Linked DNA regions of Sus scrofa: region 2 is linked to region 1. A link is a contact called in public HiChIP or PLAC-seq data. All regions are on one chromosome and are shown on one strand. Each heading gives the region's core, a stretch centred on a gene start, on an enhancer-like site or on the middle of the called end of the contact. The rest is flanking DNA. Distances are from core to core; before and after follow the strand shown.

Region 1 (6,216 bases), core at 1,333-3,832:
GTTTTTTATTTTAGGGCTGCACCCATGGCACATGGAAGTGCCCAGGAGAGGGGATCAGAGCTGTAGCTGCTGGCTTACACCACAGCCTCAGCCACGCCAGATCCGAGCCGAATCTGCGAGCTACACCACAGCTCATGACAATGCCGGATCCTTAACGCACGGAGCAAGGCCAAGGATCGAACCTGCATCCTCATGGATGCTAGTCAGATTCTTTCACTGAAATTATTTTGCTTGAGAGGATGTTCTTGTGAGTCACAAGTGTGCACCTCCACATGTTTTATTTCACATCTCCGCGTCCAAGAACCAAGGTGGGAAAAGGCAATGATTCTTATGTTTGTGATGATTGGCCAGGGGTGTGACAAGTGGTCGTCACCTGGTCTCGAATGCCTCTGGGGATTTATTTCCAGATATTGACTTGCTTGGCTCTGAAGACAGATCCCTGAAGAGTAAAATCTCAAGGGGGCTTTGGTCTGGGTCTGTGGCTTGTAGCAGAATTATGAAAGAGCGTTTTTGGTCTTGCCGATCAAAGTTTTCCACAGGAAGATCTAGCTGGAGCAAACACAATGCATGGACTCCTGGTGATTATTTGGCCAAGAGGGGATGGTTCATGGCCATTTGGGGGGTAGGAATTTGATGAAATCTATCCATTTCATCAATAGATATTTATTCAGCATATGCTGTGTATGAGGTACTTCACCGGACACTACCTTCTTGGAATTTACGGGGCAATGGGCTCAAGAGACTTTTCTGCAAAGAAAGGCACATGCACACATACGTGTAATATTTTACAAATTCAAGGTATTTATGAACCTGTGAAGTCCCGGGGTAAAGCATCTCTGGAGTGGATGACAGACTCAGCTCAGCTGCTGTCTGTGCCAAGCTCTTCCCACATTCAGTTATCTCCACCACAAAGGCAACAGGATGTAGGCGAGAGATTGCAATCATAGAAACAAAGTGTGGACATAGTGCAGTGCACGTGACCCGATTGCTGGGTGGGTAGTAGGAGAGGCTTCTGGACCTGGAGTGAGATCCAGTTTGACTATCTCTTAGGTCCATTGACTTGTCCAACTTGCACAGAGAATGACTTGTCCAACTTGCATAGAGAAGCAAGGGCAAACCCGTAACTAACCGGAAGGATGCCCAAGTCCCAGTCTTTATAATGGGGGAAATGGAGAAGAGCCAGTGCCATTTTGAACCAGACGGATAGTGGATCAAACTGTTCTTGCGCCTCTGAGAGGTATTTGGAGGAAGTGAGGCAGCTGCCTCATGGGTTGCTGAATTCAACATTTGGTGGGAGAGCAGGGCATCGCTTCTGAACCCTCAGGCATTTGCTTCATGGCTCAAGCTGCTGTGCCTTCATCATTCAGAACGATGGGGGTACCAGGATTAGTCCGTCACTCCGTGAACAACCAGGGGATCTGCATGGGGCAGAGTAAGCTATTAATTAGCTGATGCTTGTAGAGCACTTTGAAGAACAAACATGTTATGTAACCGCTAATTATAATTACCGACCTCCGCCTGCCACCTTTCACAACGTCTGTGGCTCCAGCTGCAGCTGTTTCCACGGGCTTATGCAAGCTTTGATTTAAGGAGAAAAAAGGCATTCTCCTTGAGAGCTGTGATCTTTCTGTGACGAGGCCTCTATGCCCTCAATCAAGATTGGCAGCTAAATTCAATTTCCGCCGTTAAAGAAGGTGATTTACATGCTGATTAATTCATGGCACAGTGCACATGATCCGATTGTTGGGTGGGTAGGTAGGAGAGGCTTCTGGAACTGTAGTGAGAGAGGCGGATTACCAGGGCTCTTGCTCAGCTGCCTCTTCCTTCTTTTTTCTGTTTTTCACCCATTTCTTCATAGTTCTCTTTCTCTCCAGCTCTCTGCGCATTTTATATTTATGTTCCTCAGTGTTCACTTCTGGGTTTTCCCCCCATTTTCTTCTTTCTTTCTGTCTGTCTGTCTGACTGTCTGTCTGTCTTTTCTTGGGCTGCACCCGCTGCATACGGAGGTTCCCAGGCTAGGGGTCGAATAGGAGCTACAGCTGCCGGCCCCCACCACAGCCACAGTAATGCCAGATCTGAGCCGTGTCTGTGACCTACACCACAGCTCAGGGCAACGCCGGATCCTTAACCCACTGAGCGAGGTCAGGGATCGAACGCGCAACCTCATGGTTCCTAGCTGGATTTGGGTTTCTGCCACGCCACAATGGGAACTCCGCCTTCTACTGTCCTGCCTAACTTCTGAATGCCTTTTACCCCAGTCCTCTGTTTTCCTTCTGTCTACCCCCTTTTACTACTTGAGTGTTGAGTTCCAAATTGGGTGAAATGATTTATCTTCTTGTTACATGGGGTTTTTTAGTTAAAAATATTTTTGGAGTCCCAATTTCTTTGGCCTCGTATCACAGGTATGTATATGTTTTTAATGGAGTATGAACTCCAGCAAGGTGTTTTTTTTTTTTTTTTTTTTTTTTTTTTTTTTTTTTTTTTAAGGCTGGTTTAGACTGGAAACTCCAGACAGCTAAGAATTAGGCAATTACTTGAGTGTCTGGAAAAACCCCAGGTGGAAGCTTGATGTTCAGTGAGTCGGTTCACCTCAAGATCAAAGAGACTGATTCATTCTTGATAAGACTGTCCCTGGCTTTCATTCTGCACAGGTCATTTGGCTTTTTGTGTTTAGAATCTGAGTTAATAATTATGAAGTCGACGCTCACTCACTGCAGGCTCTGAGAAGAACCTCGTCTGTATTGAAACACAGACTGTTTGACGGCTGGGATCCTTTCTGAGCCCCCTCACCCGGCTCAGGCACAGAGTCCAAATGCCTCCAGATCTCCTGGTAGCTTTTGTCCCTTCTGGGTTTTTTTCTTGTTGATCTTCCTCTTCAGCTCAGTGGGTGATCACTTGCAGCGAAACCTATTTCAGATAGAAGAGAAAGGTCAGCCAGAATAAATGCCCACATTTATGCAAATAGCCACATGGCTGGGATTTGTTTGAATATGTGTATAATGTTTAGACGTCAAGCATTATAGCTGCCATTGATCAGGTACTGACTGAAACGCCCACGGCTCAGCTAAGAGGCTTGATGCTTGATTTCACTTTGTCCTCAGAAAAACCCTGTGAAGTACTTACTGTCATTTTCATTTCAGAGCTGAGTAATCTGAGACTCATAAAAGTTAAGCAACTTTCACAGAGTCATTGAGCAACTGGCAAACGGCAGAGCCAGAATTTGAATTCAGGTCTTTAAGCCTGGCAAGCCTGCCATCTCTTGCTTACCAGAGTTCCCCGAGCTTGAATTATTTGTAGAACACCCGGGTAATGTTTGCCAGAACAAAAAAGTTATTTATTTTATAAGTTTCTTAAAACAACTTTATTTAAGAACATTTAAAAAAATTAAAGTATAGTTGATTTATATGTTGTATTAGTTTCTGGCGTACAGCAAAGTGATTCAGTTATACATACATATATATATATATATACATTCACATGTGTATGAATATATATATATTCTTTTTCATATTTTTTCTTTTCTTTTCTTTTGTCTTTTTAGGGCCATACTCACGGCACATGGGGGTTCCCAGGAGAGGGGTCGAATTGCCAGCCTACACCACAGTCACAGCAACTCGAGCCACGACAGGAACTCCATATTCTTTTTGATTATGGTTTATTACAGGATATTGAATATAATTCCCTGTGCTATACAGTAGGACCTTGTTGTTTATCTATTTTATGTGTAGTATTTTGTATTTACTAACCCCAGACTCCCAACTTATCCCTTCTCTGCCTCCTTTCCATTTTGGTAACTGTAAGTTTGTTTTCTATGTCTGTGAATCTCTTTCTTTTTTGGAAATAAGTTATTTGTATCATATTTTAGATCCCACATATATGTGATATCATATGGTATTTGTCTGTCTCTTTCTGACTTACTTCACTTAGTATGATAATCTCTAGGTCCATCCATGTTGCTGCAAATGGCATTATTTCATTCTTTTTTTTTTTTTTTTTTTCTAGGGCTGCACCTGCAGCATAGGGAAAGTTCCCAGGCTAGGGGTTGAATCGGAGCGGTAGCTGCCAGCCTAGCCACAGCCATAGCAACTCAGGATCTGAGGCGTTTTGGTGACCTATACCACAGCTGCTGGCAATGCCAGATCCTTAACCCACTGGTCGAGGTCAGGGATTGAACCTGCATCTTCATGGATACTAGTTGGATTCGTTACTGCTTAGCCACCATGGGAACTCCTTTTTAAAACATTCTTTTTATGGTTGAGTAATATTCCATTGTGTATTCATGTGCCACATCCTTTTCATCCATTCCTCTGTGATGGACATTTAGGTTGCTTCCATGTCTTGGCTATTGTATGTAGTGCTGCTGTGGATGTAGGAGTGCATGTATCTTTTCAGATTAGTTTCGTTCAGATATATGCCTGGGAGTGGTGTTGCTGAATCTTATGGCAGCTCTATTTTTAGTTTTTCGAGGTACCTCTACATTGTTTTTCATAGTGGATGCACCAATTTACATTCCCACCAACAGTGTGAGAGGGTTCCCTTTCTCCACATCCTCTTCAGCATTTGTTATTTGTAGACTTTTTAATGATGGCCATTCTGACCTGAAAACAACGTATATTTAAAACTTAAATTTATAATTTAAATTTGTTGATAAAGGACAACTTTCTAATGTATGCGATATCATGAATTTGAGGAACGCCTAGTTTTTTTTTTCAAATACACACAAAAATCAACACAAATTGAACATATAAAAATGTATTCATGTGCCACCAAAAATCACCTTAAAGTGTACAGTGCATTTTAGGAAAGCACTACTCTAAGCCATGCTATTTTATGTGATCCTAAAGCCGTAAAAACAAGAAAAGAAACATAGCAGAACTCTTATGGCTCAACATGCATTTATTCAAAGTTGTCACCTTGGGAAGCCAAACCCTTACTTCAGTGATGCTGCTGTTATCAACGTGTGTCGGTTTTGTAATCTGTTTGAGAAGTGCCTTCAGAGGTGGTTTACGAGTCATATTAGAAGATCGGTCATATCCCTTTTGAAATCAGCTACTGTTTTTTTTTTTTTTTTTTTTTTTTTTTGTGCTATTTCTTGGGCCACTCCCACGGCATATGGAGGTTCCCAGGCTAGGGGTCGAATCGGAGCTGTAGTCACTGGCCTACACCAGAGCCACAGCAACTCGGAATCTGATCCGCTTCTGCAACCTACACCACAGCTCACGGCAACGCCGGATCCTTAACCCACTGAGCAAGGGCAGGGACCGAACCGGCAACCTCATGGTTCCTAGTCGAATTTGTTAATCACTGCGCCGCAACGGGAACTCCTGTTTTTGACTAGAAGTGACACTGAGCTTGACATTCTCCGAGGGTCTCCTGAATTTATTCTGTAGGACCTTTTACTGTTTTCAGAAATAAAGAAAATGGGTATGCAATGGGAAACTAAGAGTATATGCCAGACTAAGCGGAGCCCACAGTGGGACATTTGAGAGAGCAACGTGTGCTCACTGTCTCTGTCCCCCCCACCCCCTTCTCAGCCTCCTGAAAGAGCATCAGGCATCCAACACCCACCTTCTCTATCGCTCTCTCGCCAAGGTCACTGATGACCTCCCAACTGTCAAATTCATATTCTTGGGTCAATCCTCTTAACCTTCCCACAGCATTTAGCATTGTCGATCCTCTATTTTTATATTCATCCATCTATCCAATCAGTCAACCAAATGATTAGATATTTGAAGAATATCTATGTCTAACCAACTGCATTAATTTCTGGGGGTGGGGAAACACACCTGGTCTTTGAAGTCCTAGAGCTTACATTCAGGGCAGGTAGACATTAAATAACTAATTACAAAACTGTTTAATTATCACTGTGATGTGCACCACAGAGAAATACTGGATGCTAATAGACTACTAAGATACATAGCTTTATATATATGCATGTACATTTATACACTCACACACGCATGTGCGCATGCTCTCTCTCTCTCTCTCTCTCACACACACACACACACACACACACACATACACACGCATGCACCATATTCAGATGCTAAAGCAAAGCAAAGGCACTGTATTATCGGAGTTCCTGTTGTGGCTTAGTGGTAGTGAACCGGACTAGTATCCATGAGGATGTGGGTTCGATCCCTGGCCTTGCTCCGTGGATTAAGGATCGGTGTTGCCGTGAGCTGTGGTGTGGGTCAAAGATGGGGGCTCGTATCC
Region 2 (6,216 bases), core at 1,662-4,161, 50 kb before region 1:
GGGTCCAGTCAGAGCTACAGCAGCCAGCCTACACCAGAACCACAGCAACTTGGGACCCAAACAGTGTCTGCAACCTACACCACAGCTCACAGCAACGCTGGATCCTTAACCCACTGAGCGAGGCCAGGGATTGAACCCGAAACCTTATGGTTCCTAATTGGATTCGTTTCTACTGCGCCGCAATGAGAAATCCACCACTGCTCCAAATTTAATACTGGTTCAATACTCCCTTTTGATTCTAGTGACAAATATTGATGAGGAGATAATTTTTTCCTTCTGTGATTCCATGAACTCACCATTGGGTAGGAGGTGATTTTTTTTTTAAACAAAAAAAATTAGTTTGAAAGCAAAAAATGAGCCAATAAAAAAAAACTGATGTAGTCACAGAACCTAATGTAGAATATGAGTCTCATGGATCATACGAATGTAAAATTTTCAAAATATTAAAAACATGGTTCGTGCAAACCTAAGATTTTTTCAACTGATTAATTCATGAGGGACTCAGCAAAATGTTGATTTCAGAGGAGAACTAGTAATAAGGTTCAAAGGACAATTTAAAGAACAGATGTATAGGAGTTCCCGTCGTGGCGCAGTGGTTAACGAATCCAACTAGGTACCATGAGGTTGAGGGTTTGATCCCTGGCCTTGCTCAGTGGGTTAAGGATCCAGCATTGCCCTGAGCTGAGGTGTAGGTCGCAGATGTGGTTCGGATCCCGCGTTGCTGTGGCTCTGGCGTAGGCCAGGGGCTGCAGCTCCGATTCGACCCCTAGCCTGGGAACCTCCATATGTCGCGGGAGCAGCCCTAGAAAAGGCAAAAAGACAAACAAACAAACAAAACAATAACAAAAAAACAGCTATACAATATAACGTGTACATATGTTTTTATATATCAGTTAAGAATGAAAAAATGAATTTGCTAATAGATGCAAACCTGGTTACCTGGTTAATATCACATAAGACAAAATCTAATTAGGTTTATCTTACTTTTACCCAGCAGAAATCACCATTATCGGTACTGGAAAAATTAATTTCCATTGCTATGGACAAGCATTTTTTTCATTACCATCAACTTTCTGCAAATTAGCTTTACCTCTATAGAGTTATAAATAGCCTGTTCAATAGAAAGTCTATCAAAGGTGCAGGACCCTGTAGAATCAGATAATCTCCAGAAGGGCTACTACACAACTGAAAGGACAACCAGTAGTCTCTTTTGCCCATTTCCAGTTTGGGGATATTTTTCCCTGACATCATCGATTTTATTTTTTAATATTTATTTATTTATTTATTTATTTATCTATCTATCTATGGCTGAAGTTCCCAGGCCAGGAATCGAACCTGCGCCTCAGCATTGACCCAAACCACGGCATGGAGCATGGTAATGTACGAAAATAGAATGTGTACATGTATATGTAACTGAGTTGCCATGCTGTACCATAGAAAAAAAATTGTATTGGGGAAATAACAATAAAAACAAATAATATATGTACATGTACATATTTATATACTTATTTTAATCAATTAATTGATTCTGCAGGGAGGCAAGGCAGAGAAGGAGAGGTATATAGGTGGGCTTAAAAATGTCTTTTTTTTTTTTTTTTTTTTGGACTGTGCCCAGTGCATGTGGAAGTTCCTGGGTTAGGGATCAAACTCTTTCCAGAGCAGTGAGCAGTGACCAAGGTGGATCCTTAACCCACTGCGCCACAAGAGAACCCTAACAATGTCTTAAATGAATGTATTTTTGTTGAAACAATTACATTATTTCAAAGTTCATGAAGGTTAACCAAAAACTGTCTAAATACTAGGAGACAGGCTGCAGTCCTGGAACTGTCTATCTCCTGCTCCCCTAAGCAGGCTCCTATCTTTGCTGAGCAAAAAACAATTAGCAAGAAACCTGCTGCAAAAGGGCTTAGGAATTTTATTTTTAACTACTTCTTTTTAAGGCTGCACAACAAGTTTAGCCCTTATATGGGTGTGTTCATGGGTGGTTAGGGTTAGAGCAGGGGGGTGGGTGGCACAGAGAGAAAGCAAGTGAGGATGGGAGTGAAGCAGTGGGGGGCCCTGTTTTGAGGGATCCCCAAGACATCCCAAGCTGAAAGCCTTCAACCTGGAACTTATTTTTCTTCCCCTTGCAGCCTCTCCCTACCCCCTTTGTGTTTCTATTTCAGTGACTATTTCACCATCAACCCAGTTGCCCAAATCAAACGTTTAGGTGACATCTGTAATTTCTCCTTCCTTGTCTACCACATTCTACTGGTCATAAAAGCCAGTGGAGTCCACCCAGTACCACTCTCATTTGTCACTTCTCTTCCCACTCATGGCCAGTGCCCTGCTCCCAGACAAGTGCTCCCTTGCCTGGATCTCTGCAGCAGCTCCAGGCCGACCCCCTGCCTCCCCAACCCAAACCCGATCCCACACAGTGGACCCTGGGAGCCTTTTCTGATGAGGTCACTCTGCTTAAAGCCCCGTGACAGCTTCTCCGCAACCTCCTTTACTTGGTACATGAGGTCTTTATTTCCACAGCTCACTGCCTCTCTCCAAGGGTCCTTCGCACTTTGAGGAGGTCCTGCTCCCCATTTCTAGAATCGCCTTTCACCGCTTAGATTCCTCTCCTGCTCTTCTCACCCTCAGGTCTTCGCTTACTTGTTCCTAAGGCCTCCCTGAGTCCCCAAGCTCAGTGGCCTCTGAGCAGCAGGAACTCCTGCCAGCTCTGTCGCCTCTGACAGTCTTGTCGCTTGGTCGTGCCTGTCGCCCCTGGGTGGCCTGGACCGGCAGCTTCTCGCCCTCTCACTTTGCTCTTGTAGCTCCAGACACTTCACCTTAGTTCTCTATCAGCTCCTGGAAAATTCCTCCTCTTTCTGCCCCTCACCTCTCTTCGTTTGCCCCCCAGGGGGTACCTCCCTGAGCCCCCGACCGGCTGGGATCCCTCGATCGTTCCGCACGCTTAGAGTTCGGGACATCTCCTCCTAGCACAGTCCGGGACTCTATATTCAGCTGTGTCATTAGGCTGGACCTGCCGGGTGTCCCCGGGCCCCCAGCGCGCCAGACGCGCAGCAGGTGCACTGCCGCCGGGTGTAGGAGTGAGGGAGCCGAACGAGCGTTCCCCCGGCGCGCAGCCTTGGTGGGGGTAGGAAGGCCGCACTCGCAGTCGCCGCCCCCCACCCCCACCCCCACCCCCGGGACCCCGCGGCGCCCTCCGCTCCCCCACGCGGCGCCGGAAGCGGCCCGCCCGTCCCCCTCCCCGGGGCGCCCGCCGCCTTATCTCGGCGCCTCCGGGCCGCAGGAGGAGTCGCGGGCGCGCGGGGTGGGAAGTGGCGGTGGTATGGCCCGGGGGCCCCGGGGCGCGGGCTTCCCGCCTGGCCGCCTGCTGTCGCTCCTGCTGCTGCTGCTGCTGCTCTGCCTGGCCCGCGGCGCGCCCCGGACGCCCGGCGCAGACGGTGAGTGCTGACAGGGAGCGCGCGCGGCGCCGGGGGCGCCCTCGGCCTGGCCCCAGACCCAGCCGGGCGCGCCCCGGACGCTCCTCCGCCCCTGGGCTGGGCGGGCTTGGAGCCTGGGCTTGGGGCGCAGGTCGGGGATCGAGAGGGCGGGGCTCCGACAAGCGGGAGGGCCTCCCGGGCGACTTCCCCGCCCCCGTCCCGGGGCCTCGGGGCCACTGTGGACGACAAGGGCGCGGCGGCCCGGCCTGCTGCCCCGGGAGGACCTGGCGCGAACTGGGGCTGGGCGCGAGCTGGGGGCCCCGGGAGAGCCGCACCCACTCAGCGAGGGCGTGGAAGGGCGTTCCGCTTGCACTGTCACGCTTCCGGCCCCGCTGTGGCTTTGAGGGACAAATTCTTGACCCGAAGCAATTTTCTTTCTACCTTTTAAGTTTTTACCTTTGATGAAGAACCAGATGCTAATATGGTGAGAAAGAAGTGTAAGGAACTTTAGGGGAATAAAGCATTCATTAATTAGTTCATGTATTCAACAGATGAATGATCCTTGAATAGTTTCTGTGTGAGGGATGTGAGGTCGCGGTGCTGGCCCTATTCTGGGGAAAACAGACAAGCAAATAATCCATTTCCTGGCAGTTGACGTATTTTTTTTTTTTTTTTCCCTCTTTTTAGGACCGCACCCGTGGCATATGGAGATTCCCAGACTGGGGGTCGAATCCCAGCTGTAGCTGCCGACCTACGCCACAGCCACAGCAACGCAGGGATCCGAGCAGCGTCTGTGACCTACACCACAGGTGGCCTTATGACCAGATCCTTAACCCACTGAGCAAGGCCAGGGATCGAACCCGCGTCCTCATGGATGCTTGTCAGGTTTGTTAACCACTGAGCTACCAGGGGAACTCCTTGATGTAGTTTTTAATGCCCCCTGCAGAATGCAGTGTGGAATGTGGTAGGAGTTACACGGAGGATTTAGACATGGAGGGGAGGTGGCATTTACTTGAATAACTGTGATAAGGGCAGAATGCCAGAAGTGCTCTGAGAAGGTGGGTGGTCACAGGAGGGAAAGGCTACATCTAACTCAGGGAGTCTGGTGGCCTCATGAATGTGGTGACCCTTGAACTGGGCTAGCAAGGATTGGTAATATTTGGATATGGGAAGATGAGGAACGGAATTCTAGCTCATAGCAGAGGGCACAGTCAGCTCTCCACAAATATGTGTAGAATGAATGAATTCCAGATGGAGGGGACAAAGTGAGGAAGCACGCGGAGGCACCAAAGCATGGGCCTGTGGTTCAGTTTGATGGGTATGTAGGAATGAAAGGGAAATGAGGGCAGAAAAGCAGATTGGAATTAACCAGAAGGCAGAATGCTGTGATTGGCAGATCAAGGCATTTAGATCTCACTGTTTCTGGGCAGTGAGTAGCCACGGGAAGTCACTGCAAGTTTTAGTACAGGGAGTTATCCCAGAAAGTGGTTATAAGAAAGCTCTCCAGCTTCCTTGATAAGACCAAGTACTCATCCCGTAGTAGATGGCAAATTTCATGGAGGGAGCTATGGGGGGACTTTGTGGCTCAGACTGCTGTTCCCCCCAATTCTCTTCAGCTCGGAAATTTTACCATCACTGGCAGGTAGTTCTTTTGATGGCTGAACCTTCTAGAGCAGCCAGTACATCAGATGCTCTGATGATCTAACTTCCTTCTCTAACTCGGTCTCCCATGGCTGTGCTTAAAATCTTGTAGACACTTGGAGCCTATTTCAAAATCTTTGTGTTAAGACTGTAGCCTAGGAAACTGTCCACTGTGGTCTCACTGACTTGCTGGGCTAAGGTGGTTGAACAAAGTAACTGCCTAGGGTCACCCATCTGCACCTGCTTAAATGCTATGGGGTGAATTTTGGGAAATGGAAGCCAGGGTTGCCTGGCTGAGCCTCCTCTCCCCATGTAGGCATCCTCCCACCATTTACAACCATGGAGAATCTGGTTTGATTAGAGGCACGTTTCCTTGCAGTGGACGCAATGTGGGGACTGACTAGAGGCTTAGGGGCCATTGAGGAAGTTGTAATATCTCTTCTTGAAGTTCTGAGGCTTGGCAGAAGGACCTAAGGGCTGCATGTAGATGATAAGGTAGAAATGGATTAGAAGGACTTAATGACAGATATTAAGGTGCAAGGAAACGGAAGAGGGAAGATGGAACCCTAAGGGTTTGGGGCTGAAGGATGACTTGGGTAGATGGTTCTAGAGGAGCAGAAAAAAAGATTTGGGAAGAAAAATGACTAGTTGTTTTGGAGATCCTGCTGTTGAACTGCTGTTAGGACTTTTGCAGAAATGAAATCAACAGGGAGTTGAGACTATGGACAAGAAGTGTGTGCAAATGATGGAGACTTGATTGTCACTTGAAGCCTTGAGGTTCATGAGTATGAGGAACAAGGACAGATTTCTTGGAAAGACCATGTTCAGATGGTAGGTGCAAGTAGAGGATAAAGAGCCATGGCCACATAGGTCAGAGGAGGACTGGGCTAGTAGAGCATCAAGGAAACCAGGGGAAGGGGAGCCAAGAGAGTAGAGGTTGAGAACAAGGCTTTGGGTTTGGTGACTGGTCAGTGGGAGCCAGAGCCAGCAGAGCAGTGAGGGTAAGAGCCAGATGCAGAGAGCTCTGGTGAGTGCAGGACTTTGGCTGCAGAGTAGATGCTCTTTAAAGAAGATAGAAGGATGGAGTTCCCTGGTGGCTTAGCAGCTGAAGGATCTGGCAGTGTCACTGCTGTGACTCAGATTTGATCCCTTGCCTGGGAAC

Evidence for each region. HiChIP or PLAC-seq counts read pairs in DNA pulled down with a chosen protein or histone mark.
Region 2: a contact with region 1 is called in an H3K27ac HiChIP or PLAC-seq map of alveolar macrophages. The contact joins the promoter of SUSD1 here to the enhancer-like site in region 1. A contact is called at or near these places in 2 of 5 promoter capture datasets (fetal liver and liver), 9 of 47 Hi-C or Micro-C datasets (blood, embryonic fibroblasts, liver and 1 more) and 2 of 2 datasets of contacts at active chromatin or transcription factors (alveolar macrophages and skeletal muscle).

What each region holds. Positions count from the first base shown.
Region 1 is chr1:252,902,802-252,909,017 of Sscrofa11.1, reverse strand. All of the region lies in intron 6 of SUSD1 (sushi domain-containing protein 1), which reads left to right. Among named protein-coding and RNA genes, the nearest start is that of SUSD1, 51 kb to the left of the region's middle. Within about 2 kb of position 2,582, at least 25 of the 83 cell types and tissues checked have an H3K27ac peak or open chromatin away from gene starts, as enhancers often do. A contact at or near this core is called in alveolar macrophages, fetal liver, liver and 1 more, where this site is marked.
Region 2 is chr1:252,953,208-252,959,423 of Sscrofa11.1, reverse strand. SUSD1 (sushi domain-containing protein 1) reads left to right here and starts at 2,911. Exons shown (of 16, transcript XR_002337296.1): 1 at 2,911-3,434.